Regions from separate parts of the Mus musculus genome. Here region 1 is linked to region 2. Evidence: chromatin contacts called from public promoter capture Hi-C data. All regions are on one chromosome and are shown on one strand. The core of a region is the stretch at or near the end of the contact, and the rest is flanking DNA. Distances in the headings are between cores, read along the strand shown. Region 1 holds the start of Smarcd1 (SWI/SNF related, matrix associated, actin dependent regulator of chromatin, subfamily d, member 1). Region 2 has its middle 14 kb from the start of Gm34765.

Evidence for each region. Promoter capture Hi-C pulls out the DNA fragments that hold promoters and counts their contacts.
Region 1: a promoter capture Hi-C map of neural stem cells shows a contact between it and region 2. The contact joins the promoter of Smarcd1 here to the enhancer-like site in region 2. A contact is called at or near these places in 7 of 39 promoter capture datasets (the HPC-7 cell line, Sertoli cells, cranial neural crest and 4 more), 1 of 15 datasets of contacts at CTCF or cohesin (the NIH/3T3 cell line), 5 of 484 Hi-C or Micro-C datasets (bone marrow-derived macrophages, colorectal tumor organoids, cortical neurons and 2 more), 12 of 115 datasets of contacts at active chromatin or transcription factors (a beta-TC-6 cell line, embryonic basal ganglia, embryonic forebrain and 6 more) and 3 of 9 other capture datasets (adipose tissue, liver and pancreatic islet).

Annotation. Positions count from the first base shown.
Region 1 is chr15:99,700,541-99,706,263 of GRCm38.p6, forward strand. It overlaps Smarcd1 (SWI/SNF related, matrix associated, actin dependent regulator of chromatin, subfamily d, member 1), which reads left to right and starts at 1,747. Exons shown (of 13, transcript NM_031842.2): 1 at 1,747-1,958; 2 at 2,566-2,753; 3 at 3,051-3,093; 4 at 3,198-3,320; 5 at 3,791-3,913; 6 at 5,087-5,203. The coding sequence starts at 1,782. Asic1 (acid-sensing (proton-gated) ion channel 1) reads left to right here. Exons shown (of 12, transcript NM_009597.2): 12 at 1-590. Gm34939 (predicted gene, 34939) reads right to left here and starts at 3,264. Exons shown (of 3, transcript NR_168656.1): 1 at 3,086-3,264; 2 at 2,702-2,962; 3 at 867-2,250.
Region 2 is chr15:99,612,470-99,618,441 of GRCm38.p6, forward strand. No RefSeq gene overlaps it. Among named protein-coding and RNA genes, the nearest start is that of Gm34765, 14 kb to the left of the region's middle. Within about 2 kb of position 2,417, at least 67 of the 459 cell types and tissues checked have an H3K27ac peak or open chromatin away from gene starts, as enhancers often do. A contact at or near this core is called in the NIH/3T3 cell line, cortical neurons, embryonic fibroblasts and 2 more, where this site is marked.

The DNA of each region.
Region 1 (5,723 bases), core at 497-2,996, 87 kb after region 2:
TACAGACGGGAGGTGGGGAGGGAGGCTGGGGATTGGTGACTCCCTCTTGCAGCTGGGCGGTGGGTACCCACAGCCAGAAGCCGGAGCCCTGACTCAGTGGCCTTTCTTTCTTCGGGGTGCCCAGGGCCCAGTCCTCACCTTGATGCCCAGGCCCACCGCTTGCATTTTCTGGTGAGTCAGGGCGTGGTCACATGAGGAAAGAGATTGGCCTAGAGCAGAAGTTGAAAGACGTGCTGTTGTGTGTCCCTACCCTAAGGGGGCCACAAGGTGAGGTAGAGGGCCTCCTCAACCAGACACCCTTCCCAGGCCAGCTCTCCAATCTCATTCCTGGCCTTCTCTGTCCCCACTGTCTCTTGGTCTCTAATCCCAAAACAGGACTTATGGGCAGATCACCTGTGTACGTTGGCCTGGAGCCAGAGAGCAAGGCTTTGGCATCTTTGAGACCTCTTGGTTCTCAAGAGTTGTTTAGAGATCAGAACTCCCCAGAAAGAAACAGGGCAAAGCTGAGAAATGTACACTGGCTGGGGGGGCAGCAGGAGGGGCTCTGGGTGACGCATGCCTCTGGTCTAATAAACTGGGTTTCAACCATCTCTTCAGTGTTGGTTTTCTGTTTGTTGTTTGGTTTGTTTTGAGACAGGGTTTCTCTGTGTAGCCCTGGCTGTCCTGGAACGGCTCTGTAGTCCAGGCTGGCCTCGAACTCTCACAGAGATCCTCCTGCCTCCCAAAATGCTGGGATTAAAAGCCTGAGCTGCCATTATCCTGCCCAGTGCTGTTTTTAGTTGCAAACTGTGGGTGTTACCTTTAGAATGGAGCTTGCCTTGAGAGCCACACAACTAGAGTAAGGGAATTTGAGTGGTAGCCCGGTGTGGTGGTTATACCTGTAATTCCAGCAGGTAGGAGATGGAGCAGCTATCTTCCATTACACAGTGAGTTTAACGCTAGATTGGGCTACACCAGACCCTACATACTTGATCAGGTAAACACTGATCCTGCTGGGAAAAGACAGGCTCAGGATTCGTCTGATCACTGGGCAGGGGACCAGCAGTTATCTATGGCAACAAATATCCAGGACTCTTTGGAGAAAAGTCACGGGAAAAAACGCATCAAAATCTTAAGTTAAACGTCTGAGGTGAAGGGTCCCGAGCCTTCTCTGTGTATCCCTGGCTGTCCTGGAACTCACTCTGTAGACCAGGCTGGCCTCGAACTCAGAAATCCGCCTGCCTCTGCCTCCCAAGTGCTGGGATTAAAGGCGTGCGCCACCACGGCCCGGCATGGGTTTTCTCTTGCTGATTTGTCTTTGCCACGACATTGATCTCCTTCGAGTTCTACTTTTCCCGAACGAACAAACAGCACGTTTTCCTCTTTAGTACCCGGAGTCTGAGCAGTAGGAGAACGAAAAGCAAGGCAACCAGAATGCTTTGGAGAGGTAAATGCACTGGGCCAAGGTGAAGCATCACTCCAGCCGCCAGCCGGATGGGCTGGGCTCTCTGCAAGGCTTTTTACCGTCCTCCAACCGCGTGGAGGCGCTCGCTCCCGGCACCTCTTTATCCGCACACCGCTTCTCTATGGTGCTCCCTCCTGGCCCGTGAAGGCGGGAGGGAGTGGTCAGCACGCCTTTCCCGCTAGTCGCCCCCTCTAGCCCGTAGTCTCGCTGCTCCGAGCCGCCTGTGCCCGCCGGCGGGCCGGGCCCACAAACAGCCCAGGCGCTCGGGGGGCGCGCGGGGGGCGGGGGGAGTTCCGGTTCCGGTTCTTTGTGCAGCTGCAGCGGCGGCTCCGGGAAGATGGCGGCCCGGGCGGGTTTCCAGTCTGTGGCTCCGAGCGGCGGCGCGGGAGCCTCAGGAGGAGCGGGCGTGGCGGCTGCTCTGGGCCCGGGCGGAACTCCCGGGCCTCCCGTGCGAATGGGCCCGGCGCCGGGTCAAGGGCTGTACCGCTCTCCGATGCCCGGGGCGGCCTATCCGGTGAGTGGGACAGGAGGAGGGGCGCGCGGGCCGGGGGCGGGGCCGAGCGAGGGCGGAGGACTGACAGGGGTGAGGGAGAAGTGGGAGGGACTCCCTGGGGAGGGGCTCGGGCCGGGAGTGGAGGTGTGTGGGGGGGGAGGAGGTTAGCATCCTTACCTGCTCCTGGCGGCATTGTTTCCATGTGAGGAGTGAGTGTGGAACCAGGGTGGGCGAAGTGGGCCCTGGGATGGTCATGGAATGCAGAGGGGAGTGGGCAGCCCCCGTGTCCCCAGGAATACCCAGGCTGTTATAGCTGCAAATGGAGGTCAGCTTTAGAGGAGACAGTAGCTAGTAAAAAAAGAAATGTAGGGCTGACTAGACATGTCTGGTGAGTCAGATCCAGCATAGACCAGAAAAATTGAGTATAATCTAGTTTTTAGACTATATGCAATGAAATCACTGAAGGTCCAGTGACTGTATTTCAAAGAAGCAAAGGACTGTCTTGTTGTCCCCCCACCCCACCCCCAGCCCTAACCCACTCCTGAAATCCAGGCTGCCACCATTTTTCCTTTCTTGGTGGGGCTAGCAAGGAAAAGTATGACATTTCTGGGTCCTCTCCCTTCTGTAGAGACCAGGTATGCTGCCAGGTAGCCGAATGACACCTCAGGGACCTTCCATGGGACCTCCTGGCTATGGGGGGAACCCTTCAGTCCGACCTGGTCTGGCCCAGTCAGGGATGGACCAGTCCCGCAAGAGACCTGCACCTCAACAGATCCAGCAGGTCCAGCAGCAGGCGGTCCAAAATCGAAATCACAAGTAAGATGACCCCTGGGGGTGAAGGAAAGAAGGGTATGGGGGAGAGGAGGCCTGTGAGGATGCTGGTGGTGGGCATGCAGAACCAGGAAGTCAGCGCTGTGGCACCAAACGGTGCTGCAGGGACTAACAGGGCCTCATGATGCAGTGGAGTTTTGGTGGTCATGGGAGAGGTAGCGTCTTTAAATGGAGAGTCATTTCGTAGGCCTTGGCTGTAACCATAAACAAAGGTGCTCACAACACTGCTCACGTTCTGACTAGTTCCTATCCCAACCTGATCACAGTATTTATTCTGAACAGTGCAAAGAAAAAGAAGATGGCTGACAAAATCCTACCTCAAAGGGTGAGTGCAGCTGCAGAGGTCTCCTTGAAGGGGTAGTGGCTTTGAGAATAGAAGTGGTCAGAACGAGGGCTGCCCCATCCCATCTCTGTCTTTCTGTTCCTAAGATTCGGGAACTGGTCCCAGAATCACAGGCCTACATGGATCTCCTGGCTTTTGAAAGGAAACTGGACCAGACTATTATGAGGAAGCGGCTAGATATCCAGGAGGCCTTGAAACGTCCCATCAAGGTAACAGGACAGTACCAGGCTGAGGGTCAAGGGAGGGGCCCAGGTCTCTCTCCAGCTCAGGATGGAAAAATCAAAGGCACAGCACAGCTCTCTGTGGCATTTAAATTGCATCTTTCCCTTCCGCCTACAAACCAGGAATTACATTAGGAGCATAGGAGTCTAACAGCTGGCAGGGAAAGGGGCGGGGGTGGGGGGTTGGGGGGGAGCTATCCAGGGCTCTAGACAGAAATAGACCCGTGCGCGCTTTTTGCTGTAACCACTTGCTACCTTGGGAACATGCCACTTTGCACAATTTTGTCTCCCTAGTCCCCTGGTGCATTCACTTGCACCCAGGCTCAGGTCGGGACTGTACACTTCCGAGTGGAGTCTCTGTCCCCTGTAGTGAGCCAGCCAGTGAGGAGTCACTTGGGAGTTTTAGGGGACCTTTACTACCGAAGCTCCACTGTCGATCCTGTTTCTGCCTTCCTCAGCAAAAACGGAAGCTGCGAATTTTCATTTCTAACACGTTCAATCCGGCTAAGTCGGACGCGGAGGATGGGGAAGGGACGGTGGCTTCCTGGGAGCTCCGGGTAGAAGGCCGGCTCCTGGAGGACGTGAGTTCAAGGTCCACTGTGGTTGGTGCTCAGGGAGGGAGCTGCAGGGGTGGCACTGTGCCGGGTGCTTGGTGCGGTGTGCTCAGCAGGAAACCTGACTGCAGTTCACCACTCCTGCTGGGAGCTTCCGGGAGGGGGCTGGGGGGCTGTGTTCCCTGCATACAAAGACAATGGTCCTTTGTGTCTGCTTCCTCAGCTGCACGGTTTTGTCCTGGGGTCTGGGTTGCTGTTGACTTGGCCCTGGTGATGCTGCCCTTTGGATTTAGCAGTATCAGTGGATGATCTCAGTGGTCCCCATCCCTGCCCGCCACCCATCTGTGCTGAGCCTTTGAGGCCATGTTTCCTCCCTTGAATCCTTGAGGTTATTTCTGTGTTCCCAACTTTCCTTGGAGGTACCACAGTTTAAGTGTGAGAGTCCCCCAAAGGCTTGGCTCTCTGTTGCTCCAAGGGGATCATCAGACTAATGAGCACCCCCAAACTCTCCACCCAGCAGCTCATGCTCACCCAGTGCTGCGCTCTGGCACTATATTTAGCTGTGCAAGTGAGCTCGTTCGAGTGCACTTTTGCTGGAGAACCAGAGCCTCCTGTGGGTAGTCCGGGCTGTTTGCTGGTCATGTGTTCTGTCCAGATAAAGGCAGATTTTGTTCCACTGCCTTTTGCCTGTGATTCATTTGCCCTCTGCTGCCAGGCTCTTCTCTGTTCCAGTGTGCTTTGTTGTGTTAATGGTCGGGCTTAACTTGCCTCCCTTCTCAGTCGGAAGTCGGAGACCCTGCCATTGTTAGTGCACTGCTGTGGCCAGGACTGACTTAGTGGCTGCCTAGCCATAACCAGAAGATATTTCCCCAGTGGAGTTAGAAATTGCTTCTTTTTTTTTTTTTTTTTTTTTTTTAGATTTATTTATTTATTTATTTATTTATTTATTATATGTAAGTACACTGTAGCTGTCTTCAGACAGCTACAGAAGAGGGCGTCAGATCTCATTATGGGTGGTTGTGAGCCACCATGTGGTTGCTGGGATTTGAACTTCGGACCTTCGGAAGAGCAGTCGGGTGCTCTTACCCACTGAGCCATCTCACCAGCCCTAGAAATTGCTTCTTAAGGAACTCCATCCTGGGGACTTCTTTCTGGCCTTGTGTAACAACACACTCCACCCACTCCCCATCTCTTTTCTAGGCGGCCTTGTCCAAATATGACGCCACCAAGCAAAAGAGAAAGTTCTCTTCCTTTTTTAAGTCCTTGGTGATCGAACTGGACAAAGACCTCTATGGCCCAGACAACCATCTGGTAGAAGTGAGTAGTTCTGCCTTCCAGGCCTTAACATTTTCAGGGGATGATTAGCCCAGGTTCACACATTGGCCTCTAGGCGGCGCTAGCTGTGCTGAGTTGGGCCCCAGGAGCTCTTGGTAACTGATTTGACTCACTTGTTGCTGTCCAGACTGCTGCCCCCAAAGAGATCTTGGTAGAGTGGAGTCCTTACACTTTCAACTGTCTCTGCGTCTTCCTTTAAGTATTGGTGGGCTGTAGTAACTGACGTGTTTTATTTTCTTGATAGCAGTTTCTGTAGCTAATGGGTGACTCGTAGACTAATAGAGCACTAGCTTGTCTGGGTTACTGATCTGTACCTTCCTCTTGGCCCCTGATCCTTTAGATTTATCCTTCAGACAGCCAGGAACACTTAACGCCTGGTTGTACAATGCTTCAAAGACTGTTAGCTGTTAGCAACAGGGTTGTGGGGACATAAACTAGAGTGGCCTAGTGCTCTCTGGGGACTTAACCTGCCCCTTTCTTTACCACCGTAGCTGCAGCCCCT
Region 2 (5,972 bases), core at 1,167-3,666:
TGTTTTAGTTACGTTTCTATTGCTGTGAAGAGACCGCCAACCAAGACCCAAACAACTCACACAAGAGAGCTTTTAGTTTGTGGGTTCACAGACTCAGGGGGTCGCTGTCTAGGACCACCATGGTAGGAAGCATGGCAGCAGACAGGCAGCTGCTGTGCTATAGTGGAAGCTATGAGCAGAGCAGACAAGAGGAGGTGACAGCCAGGAGGCAGAGGTAGAGAGATTGACAGGCTTCTGAAGCCTAGACCCCACCCCCAGTGACACGCCCCCTCCAGCAAGGCCACGCCTCCGAATCTTCCCAAACAGTTCCACCCACTGGGGACCAAGGGTTCCAACATACAACCTGACGTGGGCCATTCTGTTTTGAACCACCATATACCAGGACTGTTTTTTGGGGTTATTTTGGTTTTGGTTTTGGTTTTGGTTTTTTTTGTTTGTTTGTTTGGTTGGTTGGTTGGTTTTTTTTGTTTTTTTTCAAGACAGGGTTTCTCTGTGTAGCCCTGGCTATCCTGGAACTCACTCTGTAGACCAGGCTGGCTTCAAACTCAGAAATCCACCTGCCTCTGCCTCCCGAGTGCTGAGATTAAAGGTGTGTGCCACCAACGCCCGGCCACTGGGACTGTTTTAACATGTCTTTGATCATAGCAAGGTGGTAGGTTACCAATGAACAGAACAGGTTACACTTTCAACCAAAATAATGTGAAATGTAGGAATATATGAGCCAACCAGAAAAACAAAACAAAACAAAGGGTACATTGTAAAATTCCGTGGATTATAAGATGCCCTGAGTATCCTAGGTGTTAGTCAGGTGTTTTTAAAGCACATCTCACAATCAATAACATGATTGTTTCTCCTTCAAATCTTAGGTCTTTAAACAGGGGCTTAAATCAGGAGAGCCTCAAGTCTCCCTTCCTCTCAGAGCAATGGCCATCAGCTCCCTACCCTTTCCCACTCCCCGTCTCTTACAATGCCAGCTTTTAGGTTATCCAGACTATGCCTTGGGATCACCAAGGCCAGACAAAACACAAGCCATGCCAAGTTGGAGCCGTATCCTTTTTTTTTTTCATAGCAGAATATTTCCACTTTATTGTCTGTAAACTTTTCTCTGGTGAGCACAAAGCCGGAACACCCAAAGAGAAAGAGGGAGCACCGTAAACAGACAAGAAGAAGGGGGAGCACCCTCCACATTTGGAACTCCAAGCAGACAGCCAGACCATTGCCACTGTGGTGGACAGAGTGTGACACTGGGGTGGAATAGCCCAGGGGACAGCAAAAGAAGGGAATCCTCCACTGCGGGAGAAGCCCAAGCCATGCGGAGAACCAGGGAAGCTCCAGTCTCCTCCCCATCCTCCTTTCCACGCATGGCCCACAGCAGCAGAGCTGTAGACCTACTCAGGGTTGGGTTGGAGCAAGTTCGGCCAGCCACACTGCTGACTCCTGTCTTGCCCTGCAGGCGGCTGTGCGGAGGAGAGGGAAGGGAGATCTTGCTTTCTAAGTCTGGGAAGAAGCCTGAGGACAGGGGAGCAAGGTTTGAGGGAGGTGGGAAAGTAGTCCCAGCCCTTCTCCCATTTTTACGACGGTGGGCACTGGGGAGGGGGCTGCAGTGCCATCTCCTGGGCCCTCAGCACCTCACCCAAGGCTATGCTGCTCTTCTGTGGCTGGTGAGCTGTCGGGTGCTCCTTCTCAAGACATCCAGTGCATTCTCATCAACATGGCTGCTCCTTGTCTAAAGTGTCAAGAGGGTGGAAGACCCTTCCACACTCAGCGCCTATGGTTTAGGTGCATGCCCAGGCCTTCTCGAATACCTGATGTGGGCTTATGCACTCGAGCCACTCTGTCCCTGTCACACGTCTGTCAAGTCTCCATCAAGTCAGTGCTGGAGCACGCTGGACCTCTCTGGAGCCAGCGTGATGCCTGAAGCATAGCAGATGATGTCCGGCTGGCCCTTGCCAGCTCCACCGCCTTGGTTGTCCCTGCCCAGCTTTCGTCACACGTCTGTGCAACCTCCCTCGTCTTCTCTTTTCACCCTTTGGCATCGTGCTGGGGCCTCCTCCTGCCTCCTTCACCCTTGGAGAAGCGTTGCTAGTCTTTACCTTCACGTATCTGTTTGTACCTTTGTCAGAGTCTGAGTTTTCCCAGGAACTGGGGAGTGGAGCCGGTAAGGGGACAGCAACTGCTGTGGGCTAGAGAACTTGGGCATCTAAATCTACTTCATGGCACGGCTCAGCTCTGGCACTCCCAGGACCGCAATTCTGAGACAATAATAGCCTAGCTCTCTAACACCATTATCCAGCCACTTCCCACCCCACCAGGTTATCTTTCCTGGAGCCTCCGAGCAGCCTCGTGAGAAGATGCACAGATTAGTCATTTCCTCTAACCCAGTTAAGACGGCTCCCTTAAGCCGCCGGCCGCGGGAGGTTCCCCGTTAAAGCAAAGCAGCTGGAAAGGGCTTAGCCCTTTAATGCCAGCAGCTGTATCTCCAATGTGGCTGCTCTGCTGAGGGGCTGGATGCTATCCAGAAGCATCCTCCCGTTTAGCCCTCGTCAGTGCACATTAGCCCAGGAGGGGAGAGCAGCCAGCTCCCTGGGAGGAAAGGCGGTACTTTATTCAAGCACCCCCCCCCCACACACACACACCCCTACGCCTCACTTTCCAAAGAAAAATCCCAGCCCCTTTGTATCTCTCTAGCTACTGCATTCTGAGCGTATCATCGCACAGGCAGAATGTCCTCTGTAGTAGGAACAACTCACCTAAGGACAAGGTCACTTGTTAGTTTTGACAACAGAAAGACTTTGGACCATTAACCACATGGACTCCATGGGCTGGAAGTTCATTTTCCCCCTCTCGGAAGTCTAACAAATTCTTCTGATCCCAGGCATGCAGACACGTGGACACAACTCCGTGGAGAGCACTGGGCCCCGGGGTTGACGAGGGGGAAGGCTGAAGAGCCTCAGAAAGGCCTGGCACAGCTCAGGCTGCTGGAGAGATCACTCCAAGACTTCTTACTCAGAGCCAGATGGTAAACATGAGTCGGAGTGAGAGCTAATGCCACTCAGAGGGAAAGCCAGGGAGCTAATCCCTTGACATGTTCCTCAAAGCTGGCTGATAGTTCGGCTCAGGCTTGTCTGTCTTTGGCTTGGAGCTTCATGGCACAGAGGCTCCGCACGGGTGGCCTCACAGAAAGAGGACAACCTCGCACGCGCATACCTGTTCTCCTCCTTCCACACAGAAAACTTCCCAGGACCACCGAGTCCTCCACACTGTTGAGCAACGTCCCACCCAGCAGGAAGTCTGCCCCAGTCCCCTGCCTGCAGTGTGCCTGTCCCCCCAACTCTTTCTGCTCTAGAATGCAAACTGTATTTACACAGAGATCTCAGTGGAGTCACTTACAAAGCTGGGCATGGTGGCATCCCTTTGACAGGGAGATCTAGCCCCAACTAAGTTCTAAGTTTATTTTGTTGAGCGGTGGTGGTGCACACCTTTAGTCCCAGCACTTGGAAGGCAGAGGCAGGTGGATTTCTGAGTTCAAGGCCAGCCTGGTCTATACAGTGAGTTCCAGGACAGCCAGGGCTACACAGAGAAGCCCTGTCTCAAAAAAAAAACAAAACAAAAAATAAAGATTTATTTTATGTATATGAGTACACTGTAGCTGTACAGATGGTTGTGAGCCTTCATGTGGTTGTTGGGGATTGAATTTCTAGGACCTCTGTTTGCTCTGGTCAACCCTGCTCCCTCAGTCCCTGCTGCTCTGGCCCAAAGATTTATTTATTATTATACATAAGTACACTGTAGCTGTCTTCAGATGCACCAGAAGAGGGTGTCAGATCTCATTAGGGATGGTTGTGAGCCATCATGCGGTTGCTGGGATTTGAACTCAGGACCTTCAGAAGAGCAGTCAGTGCTCTTAACCACGGAGCCATCTCGCCAGCCCTTCAAATAAGTTCTTATAATGATGAGAACATAAAACTCCAGAATACAAATGATTTCTAACCACTTATTATAGCTTTGTGTTTGTCCGTTTAACATACATGGGTTTGTTGGCAAGTGTGTCTGAGCACCACATGGAAACCAGGTGGATCTCCTGGAACAGGAGTTGCAAGCTGCTGTGTAGATGCTGGGAATCAAGCCTGGTGTCCTCTGGAAGAGCAGCCAGTTTTGTTAATCACTGAGCCATCTTTCCAGTCCGTCCTTTACTTTGCAGTCAACTTTACCTTGGTTTTGTCTGCAGTTCTCTCGCATGCTACTCAAGCACTCTCCCACTGAGTTGTACCCCCAGCCGTTCCTGAGAATTTGAGAATTTCACAAATGGTCTCACTAAGTTGCCCAGAACTCACTATCTCAGGTAGGATGCTAGAGTCCTAGGCTTGTGCTTCCATGCTAGCTTTGCCCATTTACTATCTGACCATTTGGGGATGCAAATAATACTGAGCTTAAGTAAGGGTAAGGGCAACTTCAACCATTAGGTATTAAATACCATTGCAAGGATTCTGCTGTTAAGAAGTCTGCAATAGCATCCACTATTGCTGACTAAGAGTTGGAATTCCCAAGTTCTAATCCCAGGTCAACTATAGTTTGTGGACATTTGGGTCAAATCATCTCACTGAATTTACCAACTGGGACACACCCACCCATCCTTCTGGCCTCTGAGGGCACGGTGAGGGCAAGTAATAACACTTGAATAGACTAAATCACTATGTAAGTGTCCTAGAGGCTTGGAGAGGTGGCTCAGCAGTTGAGAGCACTGGCTGCTGGTGCAGAGGACCAGGGTTCCACTCACAGCATACACCCGGTGACAAGAGGCATCTGCGATCACAGTTGCAGGGGATCCGGCATCTTCTTCATGGGCACTGAAATCATTAATGCGTGCACACCCATGCAGGAAAAACACTGAAGACCCAGAGTAAATCAATCTAAAGAGGCACTTTCTAAGTCCTGGAGAGTTTACGGAGAATGTACCCTTAATTTCAGTGATGAGCAGGAATAACTAACTGGCAAAGGCTTCATCAGAAGACTCCATATTTATTTGTGTCTGAGCCAGCCACAGAGATGCTGGCCAGTTGTGTGGGGTATGATAAAAACGAGAGGGCTGGTAGAGTGGCTGCCTAGCATGCATGCACATGAAACCCTGGGTTTGATCCCTACCACCATGCACTGCTGTGGCGGTACATAGCTGTTACCGTAGCATTCTACACAGGGAAGCGGAACAATTACAAGTTCAATGTCATCCTCCAATACTTTGTCAGTTTCCAGATGAGTAGGGGCTACATGAGCCCCTATCTCACAAACAAAAATAAACCGAACCCATACAAACCAAACCCCCACTTCCAACCATGAGTCCTCGAGTGGTCTTCTTTCCCATCCTACGTGATGACAGAGAACAAAACTCTCACTGCAAGGTTATTCCTGGTGGCACTGGCCATCTTCCACCTGACTTCTTGAATAGCAACCATCAACAAATATAGTTCTGAGAATTACAGTCTAACGAATTACATAAGCTAGGGAGCTCCTGGCCTGGTGCCTTTCTACGTTTACAAAATACTCTAGCTACAGGAAGCATATTTAAAAAAAAAAAAAAAATGACCAGTTCTTAGGTTAAGTGGTCATTCTCCAAACCCTGTGTGCACTAAAAGCACATGGGCCCAGCTCCACAGGTTTACATAGTCTCTGCGTCCTAATGACAGCTGAGTCTGAGTCCTCACCAAGCCCATGTTAAATAACGTACACTGGTTAAGATTCTACTGACTTAAACGCTGAACCACATGGTCATACTCACTTCTCAAAGCTGGACTTCCACAGCAGCTCTTTCTCATTCACGTTAAAAGGCCCTAGGAAAAAATAGGCAGAACAGCACATCCCCAAATGTATATTATATGCGTAGAATAATGTTTGTGGCTATGTACATATACATGGGTACCACAGCCCACACTCAGCTGTATAAGCAGAATGATATAAGAGGCCATGTACATATACAT